3 separate regions of the Zea mays genome follow, and regions 1 and 3 are each linked to region 2. A link is a contact called in public Hi-C data. All regions are on one chromosome and are shown on one strand. The core of a region is the stretch at or near the end of the contact, and the rest is flanking DNA. Distances in the headings are between cores, read along the strand shown. Region 1 holds the start of LOC103649602 (RNA binding (RRM/RBD/RNP motifs) family protein). Region 2 holds the start of LOC103649600 (gibberellin 2-beta-dioxygenase 3). Region 3 holds the start of LOC100272783.

Evidence for each region. A called contact is a pair of places that touch in the nucleus more often than the background predicts.
Region 1: a Hi-C map of leaf mesophyll shows a contact between it and region 2, with 2.1 times the contacts expected there. The contact joins the promoter of LOC103649602 here to the promoter of LOC103649600 in region 2. A contact is called at or near these places in 5 of 25 Hi-C or Micro-C datasets (ear, leaf and leaf mesophyll).
Region 3: a contact with region 2 is called in a Hi-C map of bundle sheath, with 5 times the contacts expected there. The contact joins the promoter of LOC100272783 here to the promoter of LOC103649600 in region 2. A contact is called at or near these places in 4 of 25 Hi-C or Micro-C datasets (bundle sheath, endosperm and leaf).

What each region holds. Positions count from the first base shown.
Region 1 is chr3:4,208,279-4,211,495 of Zm-B73-REFERENCE-NAM-5.0, forward strand. It overlaps LOC103649602 (RNA binding (RRM/RBD/RNP motifs) family protein), which reads left to right and starts at 1,259. Exons shown (of 11, transcript XM_008675339.4): 1 at 1,259-1,527.
Region 2 is chr3:4,068,999-4,071,969 of Zm-B73-REFERENCE-NAM-5.0, forward strand. It overlaps LOC103649600 (gibberellin 2-beta-dioxygenase 3), which reads left to right and starts at 1,466. Exons shown (of 3, transcript XM_008675338.4): 1 at 1,466-1,925; 2 at 2,646-2,971. The coding sequence starts at 1,534.
Region 3 is chr3:3,914,853-3,917,836 of Zm-B73-REFERENCE-NAM-5.0, forward strand. It overlaps LOC100272783, which reads right to left and starts at 1,305. Exons shown (of 8, transcript NM_001147236.1): 1 at 1,175-1,305; 2 at 650-727; 3 at 346-560.

The DNA of each region.
Region 1 (3,217 bases), core at 9-2,508, 140 kb after region 2:
TGCTTAAGTGCACTTGACGGTCTCTACTTCTAACATTTTTTGCGCGAGAGGACACGGAGCTGCAACGAAAAAATAACTGTCACGTGTGCCCATATGGTAGGGCATGCGGTGTGCAGAACATGGGAATGGAATAACTGTCACGTGGGATGGGTTTGCACGATGGGAATGGGTTTAGCCTAGCCGCGACGGGAAAAAAGAGACAGAGGCTGTCACGTGGGCCCACATGTGCAGGGCGTGTGTTGAGTGTGCAGATGGGAATGGGTTTCATGACGAAAATGGCAGAACACGGAAATGGCAGAACATGGGAATGGCAGACTACTCTTAGAGCCTTAATAAGTAGTAGAGATAGCATAAGTATAGTGTATATTTTTTTCATATAATTTAGAATAATACACAAATACATTACATATATAAATATATTAATTTAATTAATTTGTGTCTAAACGGGCCTTACTGCACTGATATGCCATCGTAGAGAAGCAGCCAAAGCCAAGCACAGCATAAATGGGAACAGGCTGCCAGAGCCCTTCTCTGCTATTCCGGTTCCAAACGCAAGCTGTGCGATCGAGACCACGAGGACGCCTTCTGCAAGGCTGCTGCATCCTGAAAGTATGCTGCTGATCAGAGTGCAAATCTCCCCCATCAATCCCGCTGTGCACGGGCCCGCCCCCGTATTAAACCCTCCAGTCTACGACTACGAGTCCAACACCCCGATCCGGGCCCACACCAAAGAGTGCCGCCGCGGCTGCGACCGCGAGCCGTCACTTTCCCCACCCCACCGCGTTATCCTATCCCCAGTATAGTTCAATGGAAGCCAGCCCACTGGCCCCAGTTGGCGGTTGCGTCTACGCACCCGAGCCCTCCCTCCCACTGACACAACCGGCCCCGGTTTCCAGTGGTTAGTAACCCCCATCCACGCCGCTTGCGTGCGGGTCTCTCACTTCCGAACGTGGATGCGATGCGCCCCGGAAAGGACGGGCCATCCCCTGTGGGCCACGCGTGTACGTACGAGCAGTCGGCCTCCCCGCGACCGACATGTGGTCCCTCCAGCCGACGGGCCCCACGCCCGCGCGAGGAGGGCATGAAGCAATGCGCATCGCCCAAAAGTACGCGGCCGCGTCAGATCATCTGAGAGCATCAAGAAAGGACCTGACGAACCGCACCTGCCCGGGCACCGACTAGCCCGAGCCACCGCGAGCTTGCCCCCACGCATATCCTAGACCCACGTGTCGGCGTGCCAGCGCGGGGGGCCGCGTATCTCGCTCCGTGAGCGCGGGTCCGGCCGGGGTGGTGAGTCGTGGTGCCAATTATTAAAGACTTCGCTTCGACTCGGGGGGAAAAACAAAAAGTCCAGGACGCCAAGGCTCTCTCCTCTCAGTTTTTATTGGGTGAAGAGGGGCCGGAGCGGCGGAGGGGGATAGGGGGGCCGGAGCCGAGCGGCGGAGTTTCTGGAGGTAGACGACGCAGGAGCTCGAAACCCTAATCCTGAGGCTGCCCGCGGCGGCGATCGCCTCCTCTTCCTTGGACGTGAGTTCCCTCCACCCGCTCCGATCGCAAACCGCCCCCGTTTCGCCTCGCGCTAGGGCCTAGGGCTTTCCGGTCCTGGCAATGTAGGGCTCCGGGGGGCATTTGGCCGCGGTTTTACGGTGTTTCGGTGCGTTTCATCGGCGGCCTCGCTGTTTTCCAGCACCGCGTGGTGGCTGATTGCTATAACCTCTAGGGCTTTGTTGTGGCGGGCAGGGGTTTTGGTGATTATTTTTTTGTGTGCGAGGTTTGGGTTTTCAGTTTTCACCCCACCGCTTGGCCGTGGCCGCGATCACTCCTGCGGACTTGATGGCGGTGGAATGCTTTGGCGGCTACTCCCTTTTCTGGTGTTTATTTCACTATTTAGGGCTAGTACGGGAGTCGGCTTTGGCTGCAATATCTGCGAATTTATTAGGCTTGTCTGTTGTTAATCAGCTATTGTTTTGTTTTGTCTGCAAATTGATGCTTCTCAGTGAGAATGTCTCGGTTGTCTTGAGTTTTGGTATTTTAGTGAGAGGTTTTCGTGGGATTGGTAACTGCTATTCCTTTTTACTATCTGATAAGTCTGTGACTCGGCCACTCGGGGGTATTGAAGAGTAATTTAATTTGAGTGTAAGATTACTTGTTTTTTGTCATTACTTAACTCGCATTACGGTCTGGTTAAGAGATCGTTACTAGGTTTTAGAGCTTCAGACCTCCAGTTTAGGTGTACTTTTGCTGCATGCACCTCTCAGAGTTCAGGATTTGCATGTGGACCCCTGATTTTGTTGAGGGCTCGATGGTAGATAAGCATGCGTCATTTTTTTAGTCAACGCAGCCTACAAAGTTCTGGAACTTAATGTGCTGTGTAGGAGATTCTGTGAGCGGGAAAGTACAACACACAACTAGCGCATTTGGATTATGGTTTGTACCCATGTGGCCATGTGCACTATGATGATGTAGCCTAGTGCATCTTCCGTTCAGGCTTCTGGAGCTCAGGAACTGATGCTGTACTGCCATTAATAGTCCGATCAACAAAATTCTATTGGTGCCAGCTAACAAATAGAAGCGTTCTGTGTGTACTGATTTTGGTACACAGTAGAAATTGCTCGTTTGATTTATTGATGGAATGTAGTGCAGAGATGATTTGGCGCAATATTTCCCTTGGCGTGATAATGATTACGTCAAGAATAGATACATGTGACATGTTGATTCTAACAGTACAACAACTTGTTAGTTTTCATAGTTGCTGACTAAGAGCATGTTTGGTTCGCTGCTTAACTTGCCACACTTTGCCTGACTTTTCTGTCTAAGGTTAGTTCTTCAATTCGGACGACTAACCTTAGGAGCAAACTGTGGCACAGTTAGCCACGAACCAAACAAGCCCTAAATATTTGCTTTCCTTTGAAGAAAACATCCCAGGCTTTGTACAAGCAAGCAATATGTGAATAACTACGATTATTTGAAGCAAGCTTCTATTAGGAAGTATGGTTCCTAGGAGTGGCGGATGCATGACAAAATTCTAGGTGGGGCAACACCGTAAGAGAAAAATCACTAGACTAGACCACTTATAAAAGTAGCTTCATGATAATAACGTGAAGGTTAGGTGATAATACTAGGAGTGTTTCAAAATGACATGAATACCGGAAAACCTTTTTGGCTGTCCTAGGGGAGAGCCGGAGAGGGGAAAGCAACGGGCCAGTGAGGGAGGGGG
Region 2 (2,971 bases), core at 216-2,715:
ACTCACCACTAACAGTATCTAACAAAACATATACATATGACCTCACAACTTATATATCAATCGGTTGCTCACGGCAACTAAGGCTCTATTTAATTTAATACTCTTCGTTCTAAAATATAATTTGTTTTAGACTAAACATATATTCATTAATTAAACTACGAAAGATGTTGCCTATAATAGCTCATATATAAAGGTCTGTTTGGTTATATTATGACTGTAAAAAAAATTGTTGTGGGGTGTGAGTTATTAAAAAGATAAAAACCGTTTGATACAAACCACTAAAAGCAGTTAAAAGTTCTTCGATATATGTTGTCACACCCATCTGAAAAGCCACTAAAAGCAGGTCTAGAGGTGTTTTTAGTTTTGCAGTGCGAGAAAGTCGGCTTTTAGAAGAAAAAAATGTTTCCTGGATCCAGCCCTTTGGTTTGGTTTTTGGCTTTTAGAGTGCAAAAGCTAAACCAAACACACCCTAATATAAGCTACTATAGATGTCCAACAAGTCTGAAGCTCGAAAGGCCGACCCCAAGCACGTTTTTTTTTGGCTCGGTACGAGCACGCCCCCGTCTGTTTAAAAACGGTCCAAGCCGACCCGATACGAATATGTATGCTAGGTCCGGACAGAGAATTAAGCACGTCGTGCTGGCCCGACACGGCCTATTTTTTACTGAGCTGTGCTTTTCGACCTGTTAAGCCCGCTTTTTTCGTGCTTCTGGGCCGGCCCGATCCGTTTAAGCCCGTAGCGTGTTAGACCCGTTCAGGGAAATAAGCTTGTGGGTCTACCAAACCTGGCCCGGTTTTCTAACGTGCCTGACGGGCCTGGCCTGAACTGAGTCGTGTTTCACCGGACCAGGCCAGACGCCGGTTTGAACATCACTACAAGCAACTCTAAAAGATGTTTGATGTGTAACTATTAGTCAGCTAACAATTATTAGCAGGTTTTTGTTATTTCTCCATATCTATTAGCTGCAATTATCTGACCTCGTCGAACTAGTAGGATAGTTATTATTATCTATGAGTCTAGCTAACGTGTTTGGATTGAAGACAGATAATTATTGCCAGATAACCAATATCTATTGGAGATCCAAACCGGGCCTAACCAACACACAAAAGCAACGAGAGAGTAAAGCTGTCTCTTCGGCAACGCCAACTTGCATACAAAAGATTGAGGTCCCAATCCTAAGGATCAATTATTGCAAATTTAACTGGAGTCATGGAATTTCTTGGAGGAAACCACAGATTGTTGGCAACAGCGGCAAGCAAAGGCTTACGGCCCTGATCTCGGCCAGTGATGCTTGATCAGACGGCTAGAATTACCAGATCGCGCTGTGCTAGGTCGCTGACGGTCTGTCTAGTCATCCACCGACTCCCCGCCCGCGCCACCACTGCTCGGCGTGTCTACTCACTCGGTCACTCCTATATAAGACGCTCGCTCGCGGCACTACTGCTCTCGCGCTCGCGCTCTGTGCACAGACGAGAGACGACCTTCCCTTCCCGTTCCTCTGTTTTTATCTCTGCTCCATTCCTCGATCGGCCATGGTGGTCCTCGCCAAGGGTGAGCTCGAGCAGATCGCGCTGCCTGCGGCGGCGCCGCCACGGGCCGACGTGCGGTCGGTGGACCTGTCGGCCCCGGCGGGCCCGGCGCGCGAGGCCGCGGCGCGCGCGCTGGTGGCGGCGTGCGAGGAGCACGGGTTCTTCCGGGTGACGGGCCACGGCGTGCCGGCCGAGCTCGTGCGCGCCGCGGAGGCCGCGGCGGCCGGGTTCTTCGCGCGGCCGCAGGGCGAGAAGGACGGGGAGGCCCCCACGCTCGGGTACGGCAGCAAGCGCATCGGCGGCAACGGCGACCTCGGCTGGGTCGAGTACCTCCTGCTCGGCGTCAACCCCGCCGTGCCCGCCGCCTCCGCGTCCTCCTCGACATTGCCGTTGCGGTGAGTCGTCGCCACTCGCAGCGGCGCAGAACGGTGCCGGCGTTCGGCGTTGCACCGGCATCGCTTCGCTGCTGTCTTGCATGTTTGCTCTCCCTTTCCTTCTCCTTTTGCTGCCAGCATTGCCTTTCCTCAGCTCCATGCTCTGCTCGTGCTTGCAATGTGTCACGTGGAGCAATAACACACGAAGCATACGCACGTGGTCGCAGCACAAACCCCAAGAAGAAGGATCCCGATTCCCAGCACGGTAGCAGCAGCAAGTTGATTGATAGATGATGAATTCTCCGTACGTAATAAATAAATAAAATCACACTAAAGTACTAAACTAGGTAGCTACTTCCAAGGAAAAAGAAAACAAAAAAGAAACGGTATCGTGTCCGTGGATAAGACTGCCCGTCGTGGCTGCCGGCTGCGTCACAGCCTGCGGCGGCCGAGGTACACGCCATTTGACCCACGCCGTCGACGTCGGCGCGCGCGCGACGTCGGTTGCGTCGCATGGTCTCCGTCGACGCGCCGGCGCCGCGCGCCCGTCCCACTAGATGATTGCGCGCGGGCGGCGGCGGGCGGAGGTCGATCGAATCGACACGAACGCAAGCGCGCCATGCATTCCCACCGTCGCGCGTCCCTATCGATGGAGACATCGCTACTTTTCGAAACAAAGAAACCCAGCCAGAAGAAAATAAATTCGCCTGACAACGTTTTCACGGACGCTCGCTGACGCAGGGGCCTTCTGGACGAGTACACGGTGGCGGTGCGGCGGATGGCGTGCGCGGTGCTGGAGCTGATGGCGGAGGGGCTGGGCATCGCCGGCGCCGGGGACGGGGACGGGGACACGGTGCTGGCGAGGCTGGTGGCGCGCGCGGACAGCGACTGCATGCTGCGGGTGAACCACTACCCGCCGCGGCCGGCGCTGAACTACCCCTGCCTCACGGGGTTCGGCGAGCACACCGACCCGCAGATCATCTCGGTGCTCCGCGCCAACGGCACGTCCGGCCTGGAGGTCGCGCTGCGGGACGGCGCCTGGGCCTCCGTCCCGCCCGACGGGGACG
Region 3 (2,984 bases), core at 55-2,554, 150 kb before region 2:
TTTCCTATGTTGTTTAAAACTACGTTTAAATAAAGTTTAAACGTTTAAAAGTCAAAATTTCACTCATGAGCGTTCCAACGTTTTATCGTTTTAATAACCTTGGTCACCGCCCATTCTGCAACGGCCCAGCCGGAGGTTGGCGCGCAGTACGTAACCAAGCAAGAAATTTGTCCTCGAGGGGGATCGAACCAAGGCCCTAGAGGTGCTACTCGGTAACCTTAACCATTACGCTATAGGCCCTTTCGCTTTTTTCCCATATAGAAAATAGAAGGCAAACTAAAATACACACCTTAACCACTAGATTTTAGGATTGTTTGGAAAGGGTGATTGTCTTAACACTCTTACCTGCTCTTCTTATGCCCTTTGTCAATCGTGGCGAACCTATGGGCAGCTATAGTTAGTGCACCCTCGGCCCGGCTCTTGACTGCCATCGGTAACTCAACATCTGTGAATGCCGTCAATATGACATCATCATCGCTCCATTCACTCTCGCTTGAATACTGAGGAACACCAAACTGCTCGTCCCCGTCATCGTGCACCAGCGAGAAATCCCCAGGATCCTGCACCAAATCACTGTCGAATATAAATCATAATACAAGCTACTACAAAGTGAAATATGGTTACTAAAAGTGGAGAGGCATCACAGTACATCATCAAATGCCGTGACAACTTGAATGGCATGACGCCTCCTTGAAGGTCTTGGCACGATGGTTCTTAATTGGGATACCTGCAGAAGATAGTGGCGACTGAGACTAATCACAGAACTTCGGCAGACTCCCGTCTGGCAAAACGAAAAGTTAATCATAGGGACAAACATTGGGTTAAAGTAAAATATACAGCCGATCAACTCATCATATCGTGAAGGGCTGAAGGCCCCAAATCGTACCCCACGCACAACGCCAGAAGCCTAGTAATGTTCATGCAGGTACCTACGTTGCTACAAAAGTACAAAACCACTGGCCATTCCGAGCGAATTTCCCGATAAAACGGCATCGAATCGAACTATGCGAAGTCGCGCAAAAATGCTGCTGGCACGTGAAACAGGGCATAAAATCGGAGATCACTCAGCTTCCCGCATTCACGCAAGCACCTCCATGAAAGCCAGGAAGGCGACAATCACGAGGAGAACTCTGCCGTGGGGAGGAAGAAGGTGGCGAGAGATCTGGGACTTCACCTGGTGCGCGGAGGGACGGCGGGAGTATAAAGAGGGAGTAGGCAGCCGCGGCGGCGGCGGCGGCAGCGGCGCGCGAAGAGGCCGCCGGAAGCGGTGAGGCGCCCGGTGCGCGGGAGATGCCATAGTTCGACAACTCGTCGGAGATCGGGAGGTATTTTTAGACGGCTACAGCGACGGCGAAGCCGATGATCGGTGGGTTCGAGGTGGGGGACCGTTGTGGACTCGGGTGCATAGACCGGTGACTCGGGCTGCCCTGTGTCTGTGTTCCTTTCTGGGTGGGTTCACAGTGTTTGGTGTGACTGTGTGAAACCTTCTTTTTTCAAAGTTAGAATTATTTGAATCGCATCGAGTCGAAATTCTTGAACGGGTGTCTTTTGACCGGCTCATCATCGGACGTAGAGATGGTGTACCCGATCCCCGATTCTTTAGGAGTGGGTATTTAGTTTATTAGGTTTGGTTATTTAAAATATCGGGTTCTAAAAATAGGATCGAATCTAAATAATTTTAGAAACCAAACCTGAATAGATTGATAATTTTGGTCCAGTCTATTCAGCCCACTAAATAGAAAAATGGCTAAACCATTAAAAACGAGGGGAAATAGTAAAAACTTTTATGCTAGGGTTAAAAAATTGAGTAGATGCTTGATTAACAGTAACATCATACAAAAATATTGAACATCTTGGATCACAAGTATAAGTGGAGTTTAACCCTCAAAAAGTGCTTATGTCCATTTTTTAGAAACAGACAACAACCATATTTTTCTTAGGATGGCTAAATAGTATAGCACCAGAGAAAAATTATAACAAGTCCTATTCGAGTGAAGAAATATAGGGCTACCTTCTGCATGAGAAAAATAGAGAAAACTTTAGAAAATCATATGAAACTCTCTCCAACTTTAGAAATGGCGGCTTTTGTGCCAAGAAGAAACTTAGAAAATATTCCAAATCCTAGATCATAAAAAGGGCCTACATTGGTCCTATTATGTCTATTTAAAAAAAAACACTTTTCTTGAAAGTTGAAACGATAAGCCCGTTCACTGGAGATGTTGAAATGGGTAAAGAAATACGAGCGAATATGTTTAAAGTTTTTTTATAAGGAAGACTTTATTAATTTCAAAAACATTACATCGAGAAAATACAAGTCTTTGCAACCTCTCCCAGCCTCTGTTAATGAAAGCACACAACTTTTAGAAGAACGATCACACACACTTACGTACACTCTAGTGACTATCAATCCGAAGACTAGACCGTCACCCATGATCCTGAGCAAAAAAGACCTTAACCACTTGCATCAAACGTTACGTAGCCTCCACCATAAAAAGACGAGAATCTGACTTTTACAGTACAGTCCACGTGCGAAGCTAATGGAAGATAGTATGGATAACCTGCAAAGGAGAATAATTTTTTTTTTCAAAAATTATGCCATTTCTGCTTAGCCAAATCACCCAACAAACAGTTGCGGCCCTAATAAGGATAAATCTCTAAGATCTTTTCCAAAACCCCTAAGCCAGCTCCCAAACATATTAGAAACACTAGAAGGCTTAGAAATGCCAAAAACTAAGCGAATTTAACTCCAAACCATGCGAGCAAAACGACAGTTAAAGAACAACCTAATTGTTTCTGACACCTGACAAAAGCAACATGTTCAAGCTCACCGCCACCAAGGAGAAACGCTAGCTGCTTTTCCTCGAGAAGTACGAAGAAGCCAAGATGTGGTGGGTTTGCTTGACGAATCTGACATTCTGACTGAAGTTTGGACATAGCATTGGGGTGGGTGCCTGACTGCCTGGTCAGGGTTCGCACCGAGATCC